3 separate regions of the Zea mays genome follow, and all the other regions are linked to region 1. Evidence: chromatin contacts called from public Hi-C data. All regions are on one chromosome and are shown on one strand. Each heading gives the region's core, a stretch centred on a gene start, on an enhancer-like site or on the middle of the called end of the contact. The rest is flanking DNA. Distances are from core to core; before and after follow the strand shown.

Evidence for each region. Hi-C and Micro-C count contacts between places; a contact is called where the count stands out from the background.
Region 2: a contact with region 1 is called in a Hi-C map of endosperm, with 2.9 times the contacts expected there. The contact joins the promoter of LOC103650892 here to the promoter of LOC100192791 in region 1. A contact is called at or near these places in 6 of 25 Hi-C or Micro-C datasets (ear, endosperm, leaf and 1 more).
Region 3: a Hi-C map of leaf shows a contact between it and region 1, with 4 times the contacts expected there. The contact joins the promoter of LOC100278343 here to the promoter of LOC100192791 in region 1. A contact is called at or near these places in 10 of 25 Hi-C or Micro-C datasets (bundle sheath, ear, endosperm and 4 more) and 2 of 3 datasets of contacts at active chromatin or transcription factors (leaf and seedling).

Annotation. Positions count from the first base shown.
Region 1 is chr3:172,620,022-172,623,326 of Zm-B73-REFERENCE-NAM-5.0, reverse strand. It overlaps LOC100192791, which reads right to left and starts at 1,618. Exons shown (of 16, transcript NM_001358555.1): 1 at 1,389-1,618; 2 at 386-458; 3 at 180-289. The coding sequence starts at 1,493.
Region 2 is chr3:172,841,989-172,845,293 of Zm-B73-REFERENCE-NAM-5.0, reverse strand. It overlaps LOC103650892 (60S ribosomal protein L5-1), which reads left to right and starts at 1,801. Exons shown (of 9, transcript XM_008676480.3): 1 at 1,801-2,181; 2 at 3,071-3,143; 3 at 3,235-3,305. The coding sequence starts at 2,179.
Region 3 is chr3:172,427,674-172,430,978 of Zm-B73-REFERENCE-NAM-5.0, reverse strand. It overlaps LOC100278343, which reads left to right and starts at 1,832. Exons shown (of 5, transcript NR_158670.1): 1 at 1,832-2,256; 2 at 3,011-3,305.

The DNA.
Region 1 (3,305 bases), core at 369-2,868:
CTTTTAGTCCCAAACAAATTAGGATAGGCTAGAGTTGAAACCCAACATAAACCACAAATCAAGGTTCACTCACGTTCTACATGTTTTCTTTTGGGTTTCATCTCCAATAGAATGGCTAGGTTCGTGTTCAACGTTAGAGATATTTACATAAACAAATCACTCTAAAATATGATTTATACCTCCATGTTTGGCTCATTGACTGGACATAGAATTTCTTCTGCTTCACGCAAGAGGTTCATTCGAAAGCATGATGTAGCAAACAAGTACCGGGACTCCGGCAGCTTCTTCCCTTCATATAACATCAGAAACAAAATCCATAAACCATCCAAACTACCTTTATATAATATATGTGTTACATGGCGAGCATATAACCATCCAAACTTACCTTTCAAAACGTGATATGCAGCATATGGCTGATTGTTGTGTAGGTAGCAGGTTGCTAGCAATTGCACATTGGTCTGTGCAGAGGAGGTAGAGCAAGAACATTTAGTGCCCACAACTATGTTGCAAATGGACTTAAAATTAAAAAAAATAAACTAAGATTTTTTGTGAGCAAGAATTACTAATTGAAAAGAAAGCATTGTAAAGCAGGCACAGATTCAGGTTAATCAGTGAGGTCATCTGCTAAGAAATTGAATGCATAGTCTCATACACACTAAACATGCATTCAAGTTATGTCGACTTTCATCCCACATGAAGACCTATGATCCACATCAAGAACCTAAATAAAAACTAAAACACAAAACCATGCATTCAAATTCCTGAACTTCATCCCACATGAAGACCCATGAACCACGTCAAGAACCAAAATTAAAATTAAAACCCACACCCTCAAGTAATTATAAGGTTAGAAAAGAAAGTGGGTGAGCATGTCCTGTAAGAACATAGAATTCAAGCAACTGAATACCTAATGGGCTATAAATATTGTCACCCCAAGGTTCTGACAAGGAAAAGAACTCACAGGCATACACGTTACTGTAACCAATGCCCATTATGCATAAACACCAGTAGAGCTTTTACCTGTGAAATTGCCTCAAAAATTTAGGCAGAAAATCACCCTCTCCAGTAAAAGTTCACTATGAACCCTAGATGAATCACGCGGGATACTCCAGTTCCCTACACCAGCTATAGAGAGCTGTTCTAATTCAAGCCTAGATAAGCTACAGACCAAAAGCTCACCACTCTGCTACTCTACTCCTAATGCAACCCTAGACACTTCAAAAAAAACGACAGAAGACTACTGAATCGAACTAAACAACGGAGGTGAGCCCCGCGCTCAAATCACTGCCACACGCCTGATCCGACCCCCAGATGTACCATTCCCACGCGCAATACACCGAATCGAGACGTACTAGCCTCGTTAAGGAACATGGATAAAAGGGGGCTACCTCGGAGGGGAACTGTGCGCAGAGGCGCTCGCAGAGGAATATGGCGTTGCGGTACATGAAGAGGCGGAGGCTACTGTGGACGCGGTCTACCATTAGGGTTTCCATCGCCGCCCAGCGGCGGCGGCGAGCGCGGGTGGGCGATATCAAGGGGATTGGGGAAGTAGTGCGGTGGCCGAAACGCAGGCGGCAGGCGCAGCAGGGGAGTGTGAGTGTCCGGACTCTGGTCGTTTGAATCAGCCGTTTGAATCCAGCAGGCTCTTGATTTTTGGGTGCGATGCGATCTGATAGGGCATTCCAAGTTTCCAACGAGTGCCGTGCCTGTGCGAAACAGCCGAGTTACATGGCCGACAAGTGGGCCATAGGGTTCGCTCCGAATATGTGAACGTTGGACAAGCCCGGCTGGGTTATTTGCTATTACAGTTTGAATGTGGATGTTGGAAAGCATGAAAATTGAATTGGGTTCAATTACAAATCAAACATGATACTGAAATGAGATATAATTTCAAATATATTGTTTGGATGTTATTGAATTAGAGTTTGGATTTGTGTGGTCCAATTCCACTCAATACAGAGGAGTAGTGCTCTGTATTAGGAGACGGAATTTCTAGTTATAGTCCAATTCTATGGAATTAGGTCTCTGATTCCAAATCTCAATTTCATGTACAACAAAATAATAAAATTCTAGAAATCTGATTCCAATTTCTAATCATGTGCTCCAATATCTACATACAAACGGGGTATACTGGTTTAAAGTGGCTTCTTCATCATAATAGTACTATATAATATAGTGTTTGGTTTGAGTAATGAGCTAGTCCATCATCTTCTAGCTCCTCACTTTTTTTGTTTGGTTTATGAAATGGAATGAATTGATCCATCACCAACTCATTCATCATAGTTAGTTAGTTAGTTAATACTAATATGAGAAATAGACTTATCCCAACAAATTTGAAGAATTGACCCATGATGCACCACCTCATTTTAGATAGAAGGATTCCTCAACCCAAAAACCCCCTAACAGATTAGGTTTATCTATAATACTCAACTTATCTAAAATAGTACTCCCTCTGTTTTAAAATATATTTCGTTTGACTTTTTCAACCCAACTTTGATCACTCCTCTTATTCAAAAAAAATCCATGGAAAATGAAAAAAAATCTAAATCATATGTCCCTAGAAATGATTGAGACAAGTGCCAATATCGAATGCCAGGAGAAAGCTACGAAGTGTTCGCCTTGTCCCCTAGAGAGGTCATAGACTACCCTATTTATATGCCTAAGGGGAGCACGTCTTTGTAGATGAGGCTGCTTGCCTGCTGCGGAGGGTGTCTTCACGTCCTGTAGACAGCAAGGCCTTTGTACTTCGTTGTTCACTTGAATTCGCTGGTTTCCCGCTGAGAGCCGAGGCTAAGGCTGAGGGTTTGGCTCTATGCCCGAGCCCTCAGGGGAGGGCTACCCATATCGTAGTGGTTGTAATAGGGCTTAGTTATGGAGAAAAGCCACTTGCGGGATGTGTCAGCGCTTCTGTATCTGATGACATTGGGGTGCCCTTGGCTGCAGATATCGAGATCGGAGCCGAGTTCGGGCAAGGCGGAAGTCTTCCCGAGGTGATGGCTGAATCCTTACTGATGTGTGCCACAGTCGACGGAGTGGTTTCCTGCAGGATTCGTGGTATAGCAGGTAGCCGAGGCCAAGCTCGAGCGAGGCGAAAGCGGTATCTGAGGGTGAGCTTGGCGTTGGGCGAGGCGGAGTTTGGGCCCGAGGGCTAGTCCGCTCTTCTGTTGTATTAAACATCCCGTCAGGGGATGGCATGCGACGTGCGTGCACAGTAGCGCGTGTGTAATCATGTTGTTGGTATTGGACAAGACCATAGTCGTCTTGTATTGTACGCCTGTAACCTTGCGTGGGGTAGGTACGCGCAT
Region 2 (3,305 bases), core at 552-3,051, 220 kb before region 1:
GCAGCTCATGCGTCTGCATCGATCATGGTGTCCGCGCCCGCGGCAGAATAGAAGGGGAACGACGGATCCGACCAGGGAGGCCACTGGAGCGATGGATCCGGCCGAGAAGACGCGATCCGGCCAAAGGGACGACAGATCGAGCCGAGAAGGTCACAACAACGTGGATCCGGGCGGGAAGGCCGCGACAGCGACGGATCCAACGAAGACGATGAAGGGGAGGGTGACGGGGCGGTTCCAGCTGGACATGGGCCTACTCCGGACCTAGCAAGGGTTGTCGACGCTAGCGACGGAAAATGCTCATGAGGTTGGCGCAACTGGGTGGCGGCGGCCAGCCCTGGACGCGGCGGCTGCGTGGATCCGGGCGGCGCTGTAGAGCCTTAGGAGGGAGGGGTGAGCAGCGCAGGGCCCTACTCGGCCATGGACGAGGAGTCAACAACATAGAAGGAGAGAGAGAGCCACTGTCGTGGGCGCCTGCTGCGGTGGTGGCGAGGCCACCCACACCACAGGTTGTCGCGGCAAGGTCGCCCACGCCCGCTGCAGCGGCAGTAGGGCAAAGAAGCGTGCCCCGCGACGAATCTGGGCCCACGAGCAGCGCCGTGGTTGGATCTAGGCAGGCGAGCAGAGGTTGCCGGCAGGGAGGGGTCGTCGCGCCACCAGGTTGGAGGTGAGGGGTGGCCGCACTGTTGGGAGGGGGTGGCGCGCCCATCGACACGAGCGGCTGTAGCTGCGATCGTGACCGAGAGGGGGGGTGGGGTGGGCGCGCGGCTGAGGGCAGCCGCAGCCGCAAGCAGGCGAGCCCGCCCACCGCCACCACTCCACTTGAGAGCGAGCAAGCCTAAGGAGGGCGGTCGTCGGGGCAACGCCGAGCCGCGGGCGCACGCACATCGAGGAGAGCGCGACACGGGCTCACGAGCGCGTGGACGCGGACGCGCGCAGGGTAGGCAGCCGACGGCGCGGGCGTGCACCGCGAGGCACGAGCGCGCGTGTGGACGGCGGGTGGCACCGCAAGGGTCTCCGGCGCGGATTCAGCGGGTGGGAGAGTAGGGGCACAGGGCTTGGCGGCCAGGGAAGGCTTGGCCTACGGAGGGGAAGGGAAGCTGCCCCCTGCCCCCAGGAGGGAGGGTTGAGTCTCCCGGGGGTAGCAGCTAGGAAGACAGTGGCTGGCTATGGGGGTGGGTGGCGCCTGTTGTGGGTTGGGGAAACCCTAATCCTAAATCTAGTATGATACCATGTAGAATGTAGAAGTATAAAGTGTTTGATATATTGATATGAGAGGTTTGCTACGACAAACAATCTATTAGGGTCTCCAAGTTGCAGTTGATCAGTGTGAGGCTTGCTACGACATTCCTCCTTTTTTTTATCAGCTGAAGCAGTACACAGGAACAGTGTTTCTTCTCCTACTCAACCAGCGGCAGCAGCTGCGGCTACAGCCTACGAGCGTTTTTGTTGGGCACCGGTGCCGCTGGTTGCTAAGGTATATAGAGCTAGAATGGCATGACAGGGCTATGTTGCTGCTCCTTTCAGATTCACCATGTATTTTTGGGCTGTCATCTATGCAAATGTGTTAGTTTGAGTGTAGCGAATCTTACAACAAAACTTTCTTGACTCCACCCTTTTACCTCTAAATGTTGCTTGACTTGAAGGTGGACTGTAGCCTGTAGGGTAGTCCTGTACTAGTCACGAGCTCTACCGTTCAGCCCTCATTTTTGCTGCCAGGGTGAACAATAAATTCCAAGACGAAAAAAAACATCATCTAGCAGAGTGTAAAGAGTAAAGACGAATCCAAGGTACCAGCATAGATACTATTGGAATTCCAAATTTTGGAGAACAAAACTCGTCAGAGTGGCCAAACAATACAGCGGATGCTGCTCCAGTACAAAAAAAAAAAACAGGCCCATCAATTCATGAACTCATCACTCACCGAACATCTCTACCATTCTAGCCCACCAACACCGACGGGAGGCCCATTTGTCCCAGCAGCACGCTCGAACCGATCCTGGCCATCCATCCCAGCGACAAGACGCTATCGGCCCGTCCACCGGCTAGGGTTTCCCCAGAGTTAAAAGGCCCGGAGGAGGCGCCCCTATAAACCCTTCCCTTCTGTCGCTGCTCCCACCTCTAGCCCGACAGGTGAAGCCGCCGCCGCTGCAGTGTCCATAGCCACCGCAGGAGACTGAGATGGTAAGATCACGGGCTCTTCCGCTATCATTCTGCTTATTCGTTCGATTGCTGCGCCTGTGATTGTGCAACTAGCGTTTACTTGGGTAGATTTCTTCACTAGTGGAGGGACTGGAGTGGCAAGGGCGTAAGTAGCCGCCGCGTTCAGTTAGCGCGGTGATGGGTCAGCATGCTGGCTGGAGGAAGGCTACACTTGTGGCACCGAGCGATTCGTGCTCGGATCGACGTTTAGGTAGAAGAAGTATATTGGATGGGCCTTTCGGTATTATTTTTTTGGATGTCGACCAAAAAATGTTTGATCGAAGGGAGGGCTCCGGACCCTTCTGCCCAATTGACTAAGTGGCCTACTGTTCGTGGCTATAGTCGTTTAGTTTATCAGTTATTGCATCTGCTATATAGCGTATTTGTGATTGTATGTTCACGCGAGGATCTATTGTTGAAAGTCTGTCATTTGGTCGTTTCTTAATCTTTCCAGGGATTACGATTCTCCATTTCTTGAAAGGTTTCAATTGTTCTGGAAAAAAACTCTGTTATGTTTACTAGATCTGTACACTATAATGGATATAACTGTTTTTATGCCTCTGCAAAATTTTGCGGATTCTTTCTATTGATGTTGATGTGTCATGAGAGCTATCTTAATTTGGTGTCACGGTTCCTTGACAAGTATTGGACTATTGGTAGAATGTTCTCGCCATATGTACTGCATCTATATTATTGACTCAGCTGTGACTCTTGATAAATATGCATTTGCAGCTTTGTTTGAGTATGACACTTACTGAATAGTTTTTGGTTGACAACTTAGTGAAGTCTGTTGTATGCATACTTGACAGAATTCATGCTCAACCTTACCTGTGCGTTTAACTATTTGTGTACCTTTCGGTTATCTCCCCAGGGGGGTTTTGTCAAGACCCACAAGACCAATGCGTACTTCAAGCGTTTCCAGGTGAAGTTCAAGAGAAGGCGCGGTATGTTTTGTCTGCTCTTTTGATGTTTGCATTACTATCATTTTTATTTCCTGTTTGATTGAAAGCCTTTTTCTATTGACCTTGTTTGCAGCTGGCAAGACAGACTACAGGGCCAGGATAAGGCTGATTAACCAAGACAAAAACAAGTACAATACACCCAAA
Region 3 (3,305 bases), core at 583-3,082, 190 kb after region 1:
CCCTAAACTGCATTAACACCACATAAACCCCTAAGCAATTCACAAGGATTACCCAGGGGCTCGGGGGAAGCATCTAGCAGATGCGCTTGCGCGTGTCTGGGATTTCGGTGCTCAACAAAAGTTTCCGCACAACTCTAAAGAGTTACATAAAGGCTCGAGGGATGTTGTCGGGTACCTGGAAACTAGGTACCCAAAGTAGGTCCATAAACTCTTAATGGCCCACTCGTCGACCGGCCTACTACCAAGCAACACAGTGAAGCGGAGTAGCCGACCAATCCTCCACTGGGCAACCCTGCGAGGCGGAACGAATGACCGGGCTCTTTGTCGAGCAAACCTGTGAGGCGGAGCGGATGATCAAGTCGCTGCCAAGCAACCCCGTGAGGCGGAACAACCGACCAAGTCCTGGCCGACCAACTCGACGAGGAGGAGGCAAAATCCCAGTACGACCGACGAACATCAACATAATAAGATGGTTCTCCACCAAACTACGTCTGGACCACAGGCACGACATACCGTAGGCGCACCAAGAGGTCACTATCGGCATGATTGCAGGCCCCCACATACGGTCCCAGACGTGTCCCCGCTGACTTGTGGGGCCACTCAACCCCGATTGTGGGGACCTCAGTGTCGGAGTCTCTGTAGTTACCCGCATATAGGAATAGATGGGACAATACACCATAACGGGTGTATGCCTACGCATACAGGAATGTGTCACAAGGCTCATGACGATAGACAAAGTTGCACCACGCACGACCCCAAAACACGTAGTAGAACTATCCCTGGTAGGGGTCACTACATCAGCATGAGACTTGCTATAGGGACCCGTATACCATGCATACGAAGTGTTACGCCATAACGGGAGTATGACTGAACACGACCCTACGGACGATGTCAGGAGAACTACGTCACTCAGAGGCAACATACCAGGCACCCTCCAGGAGAATACAAGTCCACACTGTAAGGTCCTACCCTTGAGTTATAAAAAGGCAGGGGCCCCTCCTTCTTCCCACACACCAACAGTTTTAACACGCTCCAAGGCAATACAACGATCAACACTAAACTAGACTAGGGCACAAACTTGGACCAGTATAAACCATTTGTCTCAAATTCCACATTCGAGTCCCAACGATTCATCATTCGGAGTGAGTCCGCGCTAGCATCTCCCACCCAACACAAACCTTGTTGTCCCCCGGTTTTCGAAACGATGACAAGAGGTGCTTCACGAATTGGAATTTTATACCTTCACGTGAAGTTGAGGATAAGGGCATGTACAATCCAATTAAACGAGGGATCTCTTAGGGGTTAAGTGAAAATAAAAAAATTAAGAGACAATCTTTTCATGAAGAGCGAGTCTCTATACGACTCTGTACATATTGTGTATTGGCAGTATTTAGGGGGTGTTTGGTTAGAGGGACTAAAGATTAGACTCTAGTTTTTTAGACCCATTTAGTCTTTTTTTTTTGCCAAACACTAGGTCTAAAATATGTACTAAAATGATTTAGTCTTTAGTCATTCACACATGTGCTAAAAGGGACTAAATCATATTAATTCCACATTTACCCTTCATTTAATTCAATTGTACTAATAGCAGAAAAATGTTAAAGGTCATTTTAGTCTTCTTATGAGTTATTTAGTATATTCTTACTAATTTTAGCCCCTAGAACCAAACATGTTAGGGACTAAATTTTAATCCTCTAACTAAACTTTAGTTTCTAGACTAAAGAAACCAAACATTATTATGTAAAAGATTAGAATTGTATGATACGATGGTTAGACCTTAGTGGAAAACCGTTCCCATAGCTCAGTGTTGTGCACCTTTGCCACTGGTTCATTTTTTTTCTCCGCTCGAAGCCCTCCTATCTCGATCGATTTTCTCTCTGCTCTGACGGCTCTTGGGAAACCCTAGCCGTCGGGCGCCCTGGGCAAGCCCACCGGAGGACGCCGGAGCCGAAGGGGAGTCGCAAACGCAGAGATCCGGCTACAACGTGGCTTTCCCGACCGGTTGTGGCGGCGATTTCGCATCACATAGATCCGCTCGTGGCCTTCCCTTCTGCGCGGTCGGTGGATCCTCTGGAGCTCCGCTGGCGCCCCGAGCAGGGCTCTCTCGGCGTGGAGGGCGGAGGCAAGGGACGGGTGTGGCAGCGGCTTCGGCCAGCCCACGGCTCCCAGCCCCTGGCGGGCAGCACTCAGTCCCTGGCGGCGAGCTCGTATTCCCAGACCTTGCCTCCACTTTCTGGTGGTTCTAGCAGCAATTCGGTTAGTATTTTAGGAGTCTACAACCAGCCCATAGATTTTGTGTGCGCATATACAAACACTTTGCATATTGTTCCTTTGTATACGTGAATTCCTTCGTACATGTACAACCCTGTATGTGTATGCATCAGATATGAATTTTGTCTGAATTTACAGGGACACTGGTGGATATTTTAGAACAAACACTCGCCTTTTGAAATCAAAGATGCTTGTCATATTTATGTATAAATACCGCCAACTATGAATATACTATTAAAATTACCTCTAAAAATGTCGGTGCAATATCATCTATTTTTTTTAAATTAAGACTGATGAGAACATTGTGAAGAAAACAAGCTCATATGGTGAATACTTCGATCAAGGGTACAAATGACTTTTTTAACTAAATCTTCAAGTTTGTGAAGCTTTACCGTGAAGTTGGTCTATGGTGAAGTTGGTGAAGCTGAGCTTCAAATTTGTGAAGCTGATCTATGTTTTGTGAAGCTGATTTATAGCTCAGCTTCACCAACTTCACCATAGATCAAGAGTTAGTCTGCAAGCCAAACACTTTAAAAACCTCAGCAACTTCACCGTGAAGCTGATCTATGGTGAAGTTGGTGAAGCTGAGCTCTCCCAAATAGGCCCTATAACTGCATACATGCCTACTAACTTTTGTTTTCCAATAGTCACATGCCCTTTACTGTGGTGCCCCCTGTATTTCGAGTTCAGCCTGGTTCATTACGTAGCATGTGTGATTCTTTGCTTGTTTTCGCTCCAGATTTCTGGTGAGAAATTTCACTCCGAAGATGGTTCAACTCTTTTTGCAAGTGCCGGCAGAATGCGGCAGTGTTAATACAGTTGTCGTGGAAGGGAGGAGATCTCTTTTTCACAATGTTGAGTCCATAATCAAGTCATTGACAAAATCAGCAGGCAGGTATGAAGCTCGGCTGTGGCTCTGTGCCACTGTCTCGTTGGTCCATTCGCTCAGTGACTGTGGCCAGAGGGACCTGTTTCTTGATCTCTTAGAGAGGAAGAATTCCAGGCGTGATGTCGCTGCTCGCTTGCTGCGTATG